2 separate regions of the Mus musculus genome follow, and region 1 is linked to region 2. A link is a contact called in public HiChIP or PLAC-seq data. All regions are on one chromosome and are shown on one strand. The core of a region is the stretch at or near the end of the contact, and the rest is flanking DNA. Distances in the headings are between cores, read along the strand shown. Region 1 overlaps Vit (vitrin). Region 2 overlaps Fez2 (fasciculation and elongation protein zeta 2 (zygin II)).

Region 1 (3,826 bases), core at 1,285-3,784, 180 kb after region 2:
CTAGAGGATGAAGAGAGGCCTTAAGGGACAAGTGGGAAATTGGGAGGCTGTTAGCTTTATTTCCCACAAACAGAGAATCTGTTTTTCAGGAAGCAGGACCTGAGAGATGTCATGAAGAGAGTGTGCTCTGACCTAACCTGCCAGAGTCTCCCACATTCAGAACAGGACATGGGCAACAACAGACTTGGGTTCAAAAACTCAAGTTAATTTTAATTAAAGTGTTGCTATCCATATACCATGTCATGTACAGATGTTTTCTCATGAGACATTTATTCTTTCAAAGCAAAGGGATGTTTGTCACACTGAGACATCATATCTGGGCTTGTTCTCATCTTAAGCTATTCATTTATTACCTGTTTATGGGGGAGATTCACATGCGCCATGTCCTGTGTGTGGAACCCAGAAGACAATTTCGGGGAGTTCTCTCCTTTCACTGTATTGAGGCAGGGTCTTTCTTCATTCTGCCATCCTGCATGCCTCAGGCTAGCTGACCCGTGAGCTACTTTGAAGGTCACTCTACGGTGTCCCCCCACCATCTCTCAGCCAAAGTCCTCATTACAAATGCATGCCACTTCACATAGCTTTTCCTTGCATGGGTTTTGGGCTTAGTTGGTGTCAGAAATAATGTCAGTGCCAAAGGAACAAACAAAGAAAGCAAGGCTGTTCTCTTTGTAAAGAGAGTGTAACCGGAACCCAAACTGGGCTAGTTACACACGGGGCCAACATGGCTCCAGTATTTTATTCCTCATGTCTTGTGACTGCATCCTACCCCATCTGCGAAGCTTGACTTTGCAATCTGGCATGATTGGCAAATCCATGCAAAGGATCAGGGAATGCTCATGAAATATGAGTCCTCACTGGGCTAACTACCTAGGAAAGAAGGATGAAAGGAAGGAAAGAGGGAAGAAGGGAGGGAGGGAGGGAGGGAGGGAGGGAGGGAGGGAGGGAGGGAGGGAGGGAGGGAGGGAGAGAGGGAGGGAAGGAAGGAAGGAAGGAAGGAAGGAAGGAAGGAAGGAAGGAAGGAAAAGAGAAGGAAAGAAGAGGAGAGGGGAGGGGAGGGGAGGAGAGAAAAGAAAAAAGAAAAAGAAAAGAAAAGAAAAGAAAAGAAAAGAAAAGAGAAGAGAAGAGAAGAGAAGAGAAGAGAAGAGAAGAGAAAAGAAAAGAAAAGAAAAGAAAAGAAAAGAAAAGAAAAGAAAAGAAAAGAAAAGAAAAGAAGAAAAGAAAAGTCTCCTCACAGTCGGCAAGCACTTTTATACACTAAGCAATATAGCAGGTCTTAACCCAAATACGTAAAGGCAAAGAAGCAAGCACTTGGTAAAAAAGAGAGAGCTCTTCCTAAGATGGATCAATGAGGAGACCATGTCTGTGCCAAGCCCTCTTCCTGAAGGTTTTCTAAGTGTATGCCTGACCTCTGAACAGCTGCCACTCAACAGCTGGCTCAGCGGTTTATGCTCCCTCTCCGAGCTGGGAAACTGACCCTAAGTTTATCTCAGATCCCAGGCGCTGTGTCAGGAAGGAGGTGAACTTCAAAGCCACGCACATGTCTGTGCAGAGTCTAGTGATAAATTCTCCACCAAGGCGACAGAAGGGAGACAGGCCTCGTTAGTGTATTTCCACATATAGACACTCTTAAGATGACTGACCTCAAACCCCAAGGTCAAGTCAACTGGGTTGTGAAATCCTGCAAGGTTAGTTAACAACTGGCTCCCAAAGCTGGTATAAGAATCCCCTGCCCAACCCACTGATAAGTAGGCTTACACAGAAAAATAAAATGTTATCCTTTCCATAGGGATTTTTCCGGGAGCTGTAGAGATGGCTCACTAGTGAAAAACACTGGTTGCTCTTCCAAAAGACCCATGATTGGTTTCCAGCACCTACACAGGGACTCACAGATATCTGTAACTCCAGTTCCAGGTGATCAGATGCCCTCTTCTGGCCTCTGTGGGCACTAGGCATGCATGTGCACATATATGCATACAGGCCAAATACCTACACATAAAAAATATTTTTAATCCGTTTTTTGTCTAGAAGTCCAATGCGCTATCCATTGCACCACAGAGCCAGGTTTAATCCATTTTTTAAAATATTTTTTTATTTACTTAACAAACCACATTAAGTCCAGAATTCGTTAGAGGTGGTACAAGACAGTAGATCACCAAGTACGTTGTGAGAGCAAAAGTCTAATAGGGTTGCAGAAGCAAGATGGTGTCAGGCTCTCTGTGAGGAAGGACATGGAGACAGAGGGGGCCCAGAGAAGAGAACAGCACAATGTAAGCCACGTGAATGGAATGGCAAGGTTGGTCAGCAGCAGAGGGCTACCCAGACCCCATGGTGGAGCAGTGAAGGCTACAGGGAGTGACAAGAAATTGGAAGGGGAGGTATTTGTGCTTGTGAACCCTAAGGAAGTACCACAACCAACAGGGCTGAACCCATGATTTGAGATCAGTGAGGCCTGCCTGCATTCAGATAAGCGATTGCAAAGCGTTAGTTACAAAACCTTGGGTGACTCACTCTTGGAGCTGCCTGTTTCTATGGAACAGGGAATAACAACATTCCCTCCTCCCAGCCCGGTCACTCTGAAGTTTGCTGGGAAGGCGCAGTGAGACCTGAGTGAGGTTATTTTAAAGCCTTTAAGTGCTTTTACACGTCAAATGCTATCATCATGTTGTTCAAGGCCATCGGAATCTGAGTGTTGAAAGTTGTTGAGTCACTGTGGAGTTGGGAGAGCAAGGAAATGGCAGCCTTCACCCTGGAGGTGCTGATGGGAGCTAATCCTTGTGCTTTTTATTCATATGCCGTAAAATAGAGATACCCAGAGGAGCCATGGGAGACTGGAGCAAGGTGCTACTTAGGAACTCAGGTGGGCCTTCTGCTTAACAGATAGATAGATATACCAGTCCCTAGACATCAGGACGAAAGAGCTGGTAAAAAAATCCTAGAAATTAAGGAATCATTTTCAACTATCAAGAGATCTCTTTTCTTTTCCTCTTCCTCTTCCTCCTCCTCCTCTTCCTCCTCCTCCTCCTCCTCCTCTTCCTCCTCCTCTTCCTCCTCCTCTTCCTCCTCCTCTTCCTCCTCCTCTTCCTCCTCCTCTTCCTCCTCTTCCTCCTCCTCTTCCTCCTCCTCTTCCTCCTCCTCTTCCTCCTCCTCTTCCTCCTCCTCCTCCTCCTCTTCCTCCTCCTCTTCCTCCTCCTCTTCCTCCTCCTCTTCCTCCTCCTCTTCCTCCTCCTCTCCTCCTCCTCCTCCTCCTCTTCCTCCTCCTCTTCTTCCTCCTCTTCCTCCTCCTCTTCCTCCTCCTCCTCTTCCTCCTCCTCTTCCTCCTCTTCCTCCTCATCTTCCTCCTCCTCCTCTTCCTCCTCCTCTTCCTCCTCCTCTTTCTCCTCTTCTTCCTTCTCTTCCTCTTCACCCTTCCTTCTCTTTCTCCTCCTCCTTTCTCTCCTTTTTTTTTCTTATCGCAGTGCTAAGAACGGAGCCCAGGGACCCACACATGCTAATCAGTCCCCCTAACACTGAGCTACACCCTCTGCCCTGAGTTTTCTTTTCAAATGAGTTTCATTTAGCGGTGTCTTTTCCATCTCTAGCCCTAAATCAAAGAACCATGTACTTACAACAACTGTAACCTGCTCCCTAAAGTGACTGGATTCATCCTGCTTTATCTCGAAGCCAAATTAGAAATTTTCAGGCACAAAGTTTTCCTTCCAAACTAGCGGTACATGTCATAGTGCTAGGCACTCCAGAGGCTGAGACAGGGGAATGGCTTGAGTTCAGGAGTACAAAGCCAACCTACAAATACAGACGTGACCAGAGAAAGGAAGTAAGTCAGGTA
Region 2 (3,860 bases), core at 662-3,161:
TCAAGACCCTAGAAGGCCATAACCCACCAACTGAGAACCACTCTGCTAGAGCAATCCCTACGCATGTTGGTAAAATAGGTGCAGATTTCTACATGAATCCAGGAGCCATGTGCCAGTCAGTCAAAAGTATCTGGAAACCGGAAAAAAAAATGTAATGTCACCTTGCGCAGCAAAAAGCCAGACTCCAAATCAGGGATCTGGGTCTCCTTCCAGTTCTGCCATGGTGTGTGGTGAGCACCGTGACTCGCCTACTGAGGCCTGAGTCTTCAGGATGTTCAAGAGAGAGAGCCTGAAGGACGTCAGATTTAAACAGTCTATGAACACACAAATTCCCTCAGCCAAAAAGATATGTTATTTTTTAAGAAGGCACATCAAACCAAAGCTACACACACAAATTGACCATCAGATAACCATGAGGCTGTAACTGACCTAAGATAACAGCAGTGTATAGAGGAAACGTCAATGGTCTACTGCTACGGCTTTCTTTCCTTATGAAGAAACAAGTTTGTTTTCAAGAGAGAAACAGGGACGCCTGCATCTCTCTGTCACAGTGACCTGGGTCATAGGAAGAGCTTGTAAATTTACCTGCTACACTCTGGGTGTGACACCCTTAACACCAGAAGTCAAGCGCCTCTGAACCTGGAAAATGTTTACCATATATATAGCAAGGCCTCTTCTTCTTAGACAAAAGAAAGAAAAATGACCCAAAAGAAAAAAGTCATCTAAGAGTGAGCAGAGAATGGTGGCATGATGGGACACAAAATTATTGATCAAAGGAGTGAAGCACGGAGTTCTGGACGTTTCCACTAAGGAATCGAATCTTGGAAATCAACAGGAGATTAACAAAGGCAGGCAAAATACTGCAATGGCATGATTCATAAAGAGATGCAGCAACTAGCAACTCACAGCTAAACACCAGGCTGATAACAAGGAGCAGCAGAAGTCGGGGAGGCAGAAGACAGAGAATGCAGCAAGGGGGGGGGGGAGGGGGAGTGGAAAGATCTCCACAGAACAAGGATAGAGCCTGCCTCACAACTGTTCCATCATTTAAAAAACAAAATAGGGGCTGGTGAGATGGCTCAGTGGGTAAGAGCACCCGACTGCTCTTCCAAAGGTCCGAAGTTCAAATCCCAGCAACCACATGGTGGCTCACAACCACCCGTAATGAGATCTGACTCCCTCTTCCAGAGTGTCTGAAGACAGCTACAGTGTACTTACATATAATAAATAAATAAATAAATAAATAAATAAATAAATCTTAAAAAAAAACACCACATTTTTGGATAAAATTAATTTTAGAAGATAAAACTTCAAAGACAAATGAGAAAGACTTTTTGAAAGCATCATGTCACCGAGCAATGCTACACTTACAACCTGGAGAGCAGAGGCAGTATCAGCGGTTAGGGTGCTAACCTGGCCCAGAGTAAGGATTCTTTCCACAGAAATTTCGTAAGTGAGAGGGAGAAAGTGGGGAGGGGAGTAAGGGGCGTTTCTCTGCTCACCATTTATCAAAATGAGGGGCCACAGACATGTCAAGGCACTGGCTGCTAAGTCTCAAGGCCATAAATACCGAAAGACAGGAAGAATGCTGGAGATCTGTTATGTTTTAATCAAAATGAATCATTAAGATTAATGAAAATATTAGGAGTGCCAGAAGCCAGTTTTCCTTCCGTTCAATTTGGCATTCCCACTCAAAAAGCAGAAAATCCAAATGGCCCAATACAGAAGTGACACAGTGAGAAGCTCTGGCTCTACGCTATCTCCCATGGCATCTTCAGGAAGGAGTTCGAAGTTCCACAAAATGTCCTGCTCGGAATGGAATGTTTTGCGTGAACCCTTATATAGGCAGGAAGGTGATTCAGCATTACAGTATTTGCCTTATTATTGCCCTTGCTACAGACAAAATACCAAAGTCGTGTAGCAAGGCCTGGGGAAGGAAGGGGTTATTTGACATAGAATCCAGAGCCTTCAGTCACTATTCAGTTGCCTCTGAGAATTTCCTTCCCTGGCAAGGGTATGAATTAAGAATCTCAAAAGCATCCATTCTCTGGAATTTTTTTTTCAGACAAAACCAGGAGCAACAAACACAGTGTAAGCAAGATCTAAAAGATAAAGGAGGTTAGAGCTCCGAGCCAGAGCACAACCTGCCTGCGTGGCTCAAAGGAAGGAAAGCCAAGCCATTCCTGGCTCTTCTCTTTAGAGAGCTCTGCACCTCTGGAGAATTCTCCACCCCTTCTAAATACCCCTCACCATGCTTCCTCTCTGTGCCTGCTAGTTCTTTGAGCTAAGGCTCCTGTAGACCTAACGTGCTTATTCAAGATTAGGCAATAAGAATACTGTTAATATTCTTTCTGGGGCTGTTGTGCAGTTTAAAATGAAGTAATGCACAGGCAGAACTCAGCAATGAGCTTAGAAAAGATCAATTTTTTTTTTAAAAAGTCTGGACTCTATTCATTTAAATGGGGTGCTGGAATAACACTTAGCCATCATTTCCAAAAGCAACCATGACATCCTTTTACATTGGTCCAGAAGAGCAGAAACTGCATCACGTTGTCCAAATAGAAACAAAATGATAACTGAGAAACACTGGGCTCCTGACTGCAGGCCACAGCAGACTAAACTGAAGACCACGGAAAGAAATAATCTACAACAAGATCTAGAAATCAGCTAAGGCTGTGAAGGTCTTTCAGCATAGAGAATCTGAGAAGTTTCTGCAAACTCAAAAGCAGTAAGAACAAGCCATGACGTGGGAGTTTGTCCAGAACTTTCCATGGTTCTCTAGAGCAACTCTTTCTATGTAGGACATCTCACCAGCTCAACTAGTTTCACAAACAAACCATGAGCATATCTAACACAGGGGAAAGCAAAGCGAAGATGGAGGCCAGGAGACTGGAGTTACTTCTGCCTGAGTGTCTGCTCCAGGCCTCATATGAACCGACCCACACAGGTCTCTAACTAGGGAGAGCAGCTTCCAAACTTATAGTACCAAGCTGTGTTAGGAAAAATAAATAAATAAAAGGTTAAAAAAAACTAAGGGAAGCTTTTCATCTACTTTTTTTCATCTACTTTTTGTTTTTAAGTTATTCTCATCTGCCCTCCTGCCATTAACATTCTTATGCTTGGGGAATTCAAGGGAGGGTGAAACAGGGCTGGAGAGATGGCTCACTGGTTAAGAGCACTGGCTGCTCTGCCAGAGGTCCTGAGTTCTATTCCCAGTAACCCATAGTGGTTTACAACCCTCTGTAAATCAAATTTCAGAGCCAGGTGGTGGTGGCGCAGGTCTTTAATCCCAGCACTCGGGAGGCAGAGGCAGAGGCAGGCGGATTTCTGAGTTCGAGGCCAGCCTAGACTACAAAGTGAGTTCCAGGACAGCCATGGCTATACAGAGAAACCCTGTCTCGGGGGGAAAAAAAAATCAAGTTTCAGGGGACATGACACTTTTTTGACCTCTGTGGGTCGGCACCAGGCACTGAAGTGGTGCAAAACATACACATAATTTTAAAATAATTTAATTTAATTTAATTTAAAAACATAATTACCATTCCCCATAAATCACATCCAATTAGATAATTTGACAATCATCAAGTACTAATTTATTGAATAGTAGTTTTAATTTTCAGTAAAACAAAGTTCTTAAAATTAAGCAAAAAGCATTAGAAAGGTATGAGGAATGAATGAAAAACAATAGTACAAAGCTTACAAAGTAAAAACACGCAGAGCAGATACTGCCTGAGCTGTGAACACAGAGCTGAGTGTGGTTGCCCACACCATTAGCCCCAGCACTTGGGAGGCAGAGGCAGGAGGATCTCAGTGAGTTTGAGGCCAGCCTGATCTACTTAAGAGAGCTCCAGGACAGCTAG

Evidence for each region. HiChIP or PLAC-seq counts read pairs in DNA pulled down with a chosen protein or histone mark.
Region 1: a CTCF HiChIP or PLAC-seq map of the NIH/3T3 cell line shows a contact between it and region 2, with 7 read pairs. The contact joins two enhancer-like sites. A contact is called at or near these places in 1 of 15 datasets of contacts at CTCF or cohesin (the NIH/3T3 cell line), 1 of 484 Hi-C or Micro-C datasets (nephron progenitors), 3 of 115 datasets of contacts at active chromatin or transcription factors (embryonic fibroblasts, extraembryonic endoderm stem cells and trophoblast stem cells) and 1 of 9 other capture datasets (adipose tissue).

Annotation. Positions count from the first base shown.
Region 1 is chr17:78,569,142-78,572,967 of GRCm38.p6, forward strand. All of the region lies in intron 4 of Vit (vitrin), which reads left to right. The region is part of intron 1 of Gm32573 (a long non-coding RNA gene); the gene reads right to left. Among named protein-coding and RNA genes, the nearest start is that of Gm32573, 17 kb to the right of the region's middle. Within about 2 kb of position 2,535, at least 38 of the 459 cell types and tissues checked have an H3K27ac peak or open chromatin away from gene starts, as enhancers often do. A contact at or near this core is called in the NIH/3T3 cell line and trophoblast stem cells, where this site is marked.
Region 2 is chr17:78,390,745-78,394,604 of GRCm38.p6, forward strand. All of the region lies in intron 5 of Fez2 (fasciculation and elongation protein zeta 2 (zygin II)), which reads right to left. Among named protein-coding and RNA genes, the nearest start is that of Gm32336, 7.6 kb to the right of the region's middle. Within about 2 kb of position 1,912, at least 36 of the 459 cell types and tissues checked have an H3K27ac peak or open chromatin away from gene starts, as enhancers often do. A contact at or near this core is called in the NIH/3T3 cell line and trophoblast stem cells, where this site is marked.